Linked DNA regions of Mus musculus: region 1 is linked to region 2. The links are chromatin contacts, called in public Micro-C maps. All regions are on one chromosome and are shown on one strand. The core of a region is the stretch at or near the end of the contact, and the rest is flanking DNA. Distances in the headings are between cores, read along the strand shown.

Region 1 (4,092 bases), core at 1,037-3,536, 250 kb before region 2:
AATGTGGTACATTTACACAATGGGGTACTACTCAGCTATTAGAAACAATGAATTTATGAAATTTTTGGGCAGGCAAATGGATGTATCTGGAGGATATCATCCTTAGTGAGATAACCCAATCACAAAAGAAGTCATTAGATAAGTACTCACTGATAAGTGGATATTAGCCCAGAAACTTAAAATACCCAAGATACAATTGGCAAAACACAAGAAAATCAAGAAGAAGGAAGACCATCGTGTGGATACTTCATTTCTCCTTAGAATAGGGAACAAAATACCCATGAAAGGAGTTACAGAGACAAAGCTTGGAGCTAAGACAAAAGGATGGACTATCCAAAGACTACCGCACCTGGGGATCCATCCCATAATCATTCCCCAAACTCAGACACTGTTGCATATGCCAGCAAGATTTTGCTGAAGGGACCCTGATGTATTTGTCTCCTATGAGGCTTTGCCAGTGCCTGGCAAATACAGAAGTGGATGCTCACAGTCATCTATAAGATGGAACACAGGGCCCCCAGTGGAGAAGCTAGAGAAAGCACCCAAGGAGCTGAAGGGGTCTGCAACCTTATAGGTGGAACAACAATATGAACTAACCAATACCCCCAGAGCTCATGTCTCTAGCTGCATATGTAGCAGAAGATGGCCTATTCGGCCATCATTGGGAAAAGAGGCCCCTTGGTCTTGCAAACTTTATATGCCCCAGTACAGGGGAACACCAGGGCCAAGAAGTGGGAGTGGGTGGGTAGTGGAGCAGGGCAGGGGGAGGGTATAGGGAACTTTCAGGATAGCATTTGAAATGTAAATAAAGAAAATCTCTAATAAAAAAGAATAAAAAAGGAGAAATGCATATTGTACAATATATACTGTATGATAAGTTTATGCTTTATATGAAATAGATTACAGATGTAAATATATAATAAATTTGACTTGATGCTATAAGATACTGTGTACACGTACAACATATCTAGAATCACAAAGGGCAAGAGTGTGCTTCCACAAAAGTGTCTGGGTTTGGTGATTGTATATGGGAAGGATCTCCAGGTGAGCCAGTCCTGGATCTGACAGAAGCCAGTTATAGCTGTCTTCAGAGCGGCTTCACCAATGTCTGACAAATACAGAGGTGGATCCTCGAAGCCTACCATTGGACTGAGCACAGGGTCCCCAATAAAGGAGCTAGAGAAAGTATCCAAGGAGCTGAAGGGGTTAGCAGCCCCATAGGAGGAAGAACAATATGAACTAACCAGTACCCCCAGAGCTCCCAGGGACTAAACCACCAACCAAAGAAAACACATGGTGGGACTCATGGCTCTAGCTGCATATGTAGCAGAGGATGGCCTAGTCGGTCATCAACAGGAGGAGAGTCCTTTGGTCGTGTGAAGGCTCTATGTCCCAGTGTATGTGAATGCCAGGACCAGGAAGTGGGTGTGGCTGGGTTGGTGAGCATGAGGAGGGGAGCTTGAGGGATGGGGGAGGTGATAGTGGGTTTTTAGAGGAGAAACCAGGAGAGGGGACAACATTTGAAATGTAAATAAAGTAAATTCTAATTAAAAAAAAAAGAGTGTGTATCTATTTTTCAATTTTTAACTAACAATTGTGCATGTTTGTGACACAAGTTGTGATAGTGTGACACAGATCTACAATGCACTGATCAGATTGGTGAGTGGTTGTATTTAGCACCTTTGTGTGATAGGGGGGTATGGAGGGGAGCGCACGCATGTGAGCGCGCACTCTCGAATGCGTGTGTACTGGGAACCTTCAACATCTTTGCTTCTAGTCATTTTGAACTACATGATAAGTTTGTGTTAGCACTAGTGGCCTTAAGTGCTGTAGACCACTGGTGTGCAATCCTCCTAGTTAGCTGCTAACCCAACTCCTGTATTGCTTCCTCCTCACACTTCTTAGCAACTAAGCTGTTGATATTAGTGACTGGGAAGAGTGGTTTGGTTTCCAGATCCTTGATTTTTCTTCCTTATTTTACATATGAAACCTTAAAGAACAAGTCTTTCTCATCTGAACTATGCAAGTCCCAGGTGACCATTCCTCCCTTAGTTGAATCTGCCTACTGGAATATGCTGACAGCAGTACCTGGCACTTAGTAGGTTCTTAATAAATGTCAACTCCCTTCCCCTTGTTAATGATAGCAGAGGTCTTTGAAGACAAACACATAACTAGTTTCAGAAGCAATGGCCATGAGGGCCTGGAACACAGCCAGCCTAGGCCTGGCATGGCCCATGGAAAAGGTTTATGGTGTTTACTTTGATGGCTGAGATGGCCCTGAGCAATTTCTCACTGACCTGTCAAAGAGACTCTTGCCTTTCATTGCTGCCTGGGTCAGAGCAGCCTGGGTGGAGACTTAGTTGCCCTTCCACAGGAGTGGGAGCCTAGGATTTCCCTTTTAGAGTAGGGGGTCTGTCCCATGAACAGGCTCTCCAAGTGGGCATGGTTGATATCCTTCCCAGCCTATGTCTCCCATTTCTACACAGAGTTGCTGACCTGGGCACCTGAAGTACTTCCACTCCAGTGGGCCATGAGCAGAGTCCTTGCCCCTTGGGGGGTTGGGGGGGGGCTCTGCTTCCCAAGTCAGCAAGCTGGAACTGTTGCCTGCCTGTGTGTGGAGCTCGCCCACTGAGAATGCACATCAGACAGGCTCATAGCCCTGCCCTGGCCTGCCTGTCTCACCCGAGGGCAGTACAGTTGGCCAAACTGGAAGTTCCTGAGACTTCTTTGTCTTTGGTTTGCATGTGACATGACGTGGCGGTAATTAAAGGGTAATTCATGGTAATTCAAAAGCAATCTAACCCACGCCTGTGATATCAGCACTCAGAGCCTGGAGGCAGAAGGATCTCCAATTCCCAGTCCGCCTAAGCTACCTAGCAAGACCCATAAGTGTGTCGTGGTGGGCGGGGTGGAGGGGGGCGACCAAGCACAGTGCAGAAAATGCAGTAATATATGTGAAGAAAAAGTAAAGCTTAATGGAATAAATAAGCAAGTTTATTATAAAAGGACAAATACAAATGGCCAACATATTTTGAGAACACTCATTCATCTTCGGAGAGATAGCTCAGACAATAAAGTAGTTCTGATCCCAGAACCCACATCCAACAAACACATCTAGGTAAGGTAAGAAGGTAAGGTTGTGCGACTGTATAATCTATAGCTGAGAAGGCAGAGACAGGGAGATCCCTGAGGCTCACTGGCCTGCCAGTCTAGTCTACTCAGTGAGTTCCAGGTTAGTGGGAGACTTTTTTGAAAGCAAAAAAATTTAAGAAAGTGCAAGTTGCCCAAGGAACAACAGATACATACAAAATGAAAAGCCTCTTACCTACCATGTGGGAGACCCTGGCTTTGATCTCTAGCACTGGGTGAAAATGGGGGAGGGGATAGAGAAAGAAGAAAATGAATAGATCCTACTTCATTAAAATTCAAGGAAATTTTAAAAGCCCCAAAGTGCATCAGTGGTTTTATGTGTGCAACTGTCAAATGGAGGGAAGGAATCCCTCATCTCTGGCACCTGGAAAGATAAGTGAAGGAGAGGTTAAGGCACGAAGTATTGGCATTGCAGGCCTTAGGTAGAAAGCCAAGGAAGCTAGAACAGAGGTTTGTTTGTTTGTTCGTTTGTTTGTTCTTTATTTATCTACTTTTTGTGTATAAGAGTTCTGTCTGCATGTATGTCGATGTACCACTGTGTGTAACTGGTGTCCACAGAGGCCAGAAGAGGGGACCAGATGCCCTGGGGCTGGAGTCACAGACTCTTGTGAGTACAGGGAAATAAACTCAGATCATTTGGAAGAGCAGCCAGCCCCCTTCCAGTGCAAACCTCTCCAGCCCTGCAGAGGATATTTTTTTTAATGCCCAAATCAAAATCTGTTAGAACTGACATACCCATTTCTCACATTCAGCTCTAAGGAGTCAGATGGGTCATTCCCTGGATTCCCTAATAGCAATTAGGATTACCTCTTCAGAGTTGGGGATGGTAAGAATGGGAGGTGGAAACTGGACAGGCTGCTTAGGGCAGGGGTCCCAAACGCAGCGATTCCAAGGATGTCCTTGGTTCTCTCTCTGAAGGGAGTGCAGATTTCCTCTGTCCTC
Region 2 (4,125 bases), core at 1,511-4,010:
TGTGGCTAGATTATAAAACAGTTGCACAGAAAAACTGGGCTCCTTACAGAGGATAGTGCAGGAGAGTCACATCCAGCTGATAAAAGGTAGCCTCCCTCTGCAAGGGGTCGGGGCCTGTTGCTACTAATCTTCCTCAAGGTTGCAACAAAAGGACTTAGATTTCCCAGCTGCGAGAGGAAGGTTGAAGGGTGGGTAGCTCCAGGATGGGAACTGATGTGAATGGGTTCTCATGCACTCCAGGCATTTCATAAGGAGCTTGTCCTTGAGAACCCTTCAGGGCCCTAGAAATACTTGTCTGAGCATCAGCAGCCCCCGAGGCATCCCACCACATTTTCATTCCTGTTGTCCAAGGCATGGTAGGATACACATTGCCCAATGGGTGTATATGCTCACATGGGGCAGCAAGGAGATAGACCTAGTGTCTTCATTTGGCCTGCCATCTGCCTGGTTTTTCCTCCTAGCTTGGTTGCATGAGAGAGAGCCAGTATGCATAAATAGGTAGTCTTCTGGATGAATCCCAATTTTTCAGCACTCTGAGTACTCAGAAAAGGAAACAGAAACCCAGACAGGCAGAGTGACTCGGAGGCAGTCACCAACCAACCAAGATATGCCCTATATCTGCTGCAGGTCTGCCAAGTGGATATGGCCATGTTCTTGTGCTGACATAAGAGTAAACTAGCACACAGTAGGTGCTTTGTCCTACACCCTTGGTGAACAAAAATACCTCAAGGTTTCTTTGATGTCTCTTTCCATCAAACTCTCTCTCTGGTTCATGTGTAGTCACAGCATGCTTTCCTTTCACGTGTAAAATGCTTCTCTATCTCTTGGTCATCCCTAGAAGGCCAGGCAGCCTCTTATCTCAGAGCATGCCACCCAGCCTCTCAGTGTGTGTATGTGCGTGTCTCCTGCAGGCTGACAGGGTACGGGATCCACCACTGCTTTGCAAGAAGCATGATGGGCCATGAAGTGAAGGTGCCGCTCCTGGAGAACTTCTACGCTGACTACTACACCATGGCCAGCATCGCACTGGCCTCCTGCCTAGCCATGTGTCTGGTAGTCAAGTTCCTCGGGCGCAGGGGAGGGCTGCTGCTCTTCATGATCCTCACTGCCCTGGCCTCACTTCTACAGCTCGGGCTTCTCAACTGTGAGTAGGCTGGAAAAGGGAGGCAAGGCAAGAATGCTAGGGAAGGGAGCTAGCATAATACCAGAGATCTTGGCAGGCATGGCAGCTTTCTGTTTGTGTAACAAAATACTTGAGACAATCAACTTAAAGAGAAGGAAGGTTTGTTTGGCTTACAGATTTGGACTTTTCAAGCAGTCCATGGTTTGTTGACCCATTGGAGCCTGTAGCAGGACAACACATGAAAGGAGTATATGGCAGAGAAATGCATTTGCTTTATGGCATGTAGAAATCAAAGAAAGGGATCTAGAGTCCCAATGTCCTCTTTGAGAGCTCACCTTCAAGTACATGACTCTGCGCCCATGACGCTCTACTTCCTAAAGGTCTGCTTCCCCATACTGCCCTGGGTGGAGACCAAGCCTTCAACATAATGGCCTTTGGGGGACTTTAAAGATCAAAACTATAATGGAAGGACTAGATGAGACTTGAGAGAAGTTTTCTATGTCCTGAGAGTGTCATTCTGAAATCGATAGCCACAAGAACTTGCTTCAGGAAGGATGGAATTTTAGTAGAACATACTGTCCTCTGACTCTGTGAACTGCTAGGCCTCCCCTCTTCCTCCCACCCACATAGGCCACAGGCCTATGGCCCCAAAGAAGAGCTCTCTGGAGGCACTGTAACTCCCAAGCCTCTGTGTGTGTCCCTGTAAACATGGCTTCACTATGGGCAGACCGTTTGTATGCTTTTCACATAAGGAGGACAGACATGTCCTTCTTCAACAATAGAGTGAAAGTCTGGGCATTCTTGTGTGGGACACAGTTTTTCTATTGATTTTCCCAAATTTATCATTTATCAAAGTATTCGGTAAATGTCACATATCACCTTAAAACAAATCTAGAGAGCCCACTTAGTCCTTCATTAACTGCTGTGCAATCCTCATAAATAACCACTCACCTAAGTACAAAAAATCCCACTGCCTCCTTCCCACCTGCCCAGAACACAGTGCAGACCACTGGCATCTTCTCATGCTAGACCCCTTCCCTGGGACAGGCTCAGAACACAGGGAAATGGGTGCCACTGAACACCCCTCTTTGGAGGAAAGCTTACCCCAGCTGCATAGTGAAACGTACCTATTGTCCCCTGCACCACAAGTCATGACAGCCTTGGTGCAGACTGGGTTACAGAAGAGCTGGTTTCAAAACAGGTGGTTTTCCTAATGTAATTGTGTTCTTATCTATCATGCTTGGGTGATAACAAAGATAGAAAACCAATAGCTGTTCTCTGTCGCCCTGGGTGGACACTGCCTAGCTGACCTTTCAGAAAGCCTCCGTCCAGCTTACTCAGTTGAGACAAATATGTCAGGGTCCCTCAGCACCCAGAGTATCCCACCTGCCCTCTTTGGTATTGAACAGGAATGCCACAGGGACTCCGGGCAAAAGGCAGGAGTTATGAAGAGTTGGGTTTGGAGAAGCATAAATGTGGCCTGATAGGCCTTCTCACTGTGAGCAATACCCCATGGCACAGACCAAGAGTACCACTTGAATAACTTTCTATGCAGAGAGGCTCTGTTCAGGTCCGCTTGGATCCTCTCTGCAGGATTGTGTTGTCTCCCAGACCCCGTGGCAAATAGGGCCTTAGCCCTCTCTTCAAACAAAAAGGTCTTTGTTTAGTCCAGTGTGAATTCCACTGCCCAGGCAGCCAGCACCAACTCAGACTTAAAAGGAAGTTCACATAGAAACAATTCATGTGGGAACACTCGGCAGCCACCCTATACCTCACAAGCCTTCTTCCTCTTTCCCACTCTCGTTACCCTGTGTATGTGGGTGCGTCCATCCCATCGCGGCTCCAGTGATCGGCAAATACAGCCAGCATCCAGACTCAGGTGAGTACTGAAGATTCTCCCTGGGCTTCCTTGGCTTCTATTACGTCCGCACAAGAGTTGCCACAAGGACTCACCAATCGGTTTCTGTTTCCTCTCTCCCTTCCATTCTTTGCCCTTCAAGAATTGCAGCTGAAGTTGGCCGTAGGTTGGACACTATAAGCATATATTTGTATTCTCTATCCCCATCTTGTGCTAGAGGAAGCCACTCTTGTCTCCCTGGTTGTGCGCAGCTTGGCTTGCATGCCCTCCCAGCCCCCGATCCAGCACCAGTGCTTTTGTCCTTGGTCAGCAGCTAGTCAGGATGAGAAGGTGGGAGGGTTGGGGCTTGGTCGTCCTTGCTGCAGGGAGAGCCATTATCTCCTCATGACTCATGCAAGCTTGCTGCTCTCCAATGGGGGAGGGGGGAGGGAGAACAGCAGAGGTGCTGCCCTATATCCCATGCTGCTATGAAACCTGCCTGCCCCCACCAAACCCATGCTACCAGTGCCCATGACAGCACTTGCCCTCCATGCAGCCCTGAGGGAAACTAAGCTGAGCTGAGAAGCACAGCCCCTACGCATGCCAACACTGTGTGCAGTACTGCCTCGTGCTAGCTAGGCTCCAGTGCCACCTGTAGGCATAGAGACTGCTGAATGCTTTCCCTCCCCTCGGGGCCCATGAATTATTCCATTTGGGTCATGTGTAGTTTTTCTATACTTAAATCAGCACTGACTCTGGGTTGGGTGGGTCCACCCTGAGATTGCAGCCTGGAATCCAGGGCAGATAGTGGGCACCTTAGCACTGTGGCAACAGGAGAACCTTAGCCTGCCTGGCATAGCTTCTGGCTGAGTAATTCTACTGGCCACTGTGAGCTCAGCATGCTTAGTGTCCAAGGCACTAACAGACACCAAGAGAACGCTTTAAAGGACTCCAGGCTCCTCGGCCTAGAGGACTGCTCACCCAAAGGCCACTGCATGCCCAACTGTATCACAAACTAGTCATTGGGGAGGAGCGAGCTCCTGGGATATCCCTGGCTTCCCTTCCCCCATTCTCGTCTCAGCTCACCCCTTGCCTGGCTTCTGTTCTTTTCCTTTTTCTCCTACCTCATGGTCGCCTTCTTTGGATTCTCCTTCAGGGATGAGTG

The links. A called contact is a pair of places that touch in the nucleus more often than the background predicts.
Region 1: a Micro-C map of trophoblast stem cells shows a contact between it and region 2, with 5 times the contacts expected there. The contact joins two enhancer-like sites. A contact is called at or near these places in 5 of 484 Hi-C or Micro-C datasets (conventional type 1 dendritic cells, embryonic fibroblasts, liver and 2 more), 1 of 115 datasets of contacts at active chromatin or transcription factors (astrocytes) and 1 of 9 other capture datasets (adipose tissue).

What each region holds. Positions count from the first base shown.
Region 1 is chr13:34,445,150-34,449,241 of GRCm38.p6, reverse strand. No RefSeq gene overlaps it. Among named protein-coding and RNA genes, the nearest start is that of Gm40908, 35 kb to the left of the region's middle. Within about 2 kb of position 2,286, at least 19 of the 459 cell types and tissues checked have an H3K27ac peak or open chromatin away from gene starts, as enhancers often do. A contact at or near this core is called in trophoblast stem cells, where this site is marked.
Region 2 is chr13:34,192,271-34,196,395 of GRCm38.p6, reverse strand. It overlaps Slc22a23 (solute carrier family 22, member 23), which reads left to right. Exons shown (of 10, transcript NM_001382849.1): 7 at 912-1,144; 8 at 2,970-3,002; 9 at 4,117-4,125. Among named protein-coding and RNA genes, the nearest start is that of Gm52037, 3.6 kb to the left of the region's middle. Within about 2 kb of position 2,760, at least 83 of the 459 cell types and tissues checked have an H3K27ac peak or open chromatin away from gene starts, as enhancers often do. A contact at or near this core is called in trophoblast stem cells, where this site is marked.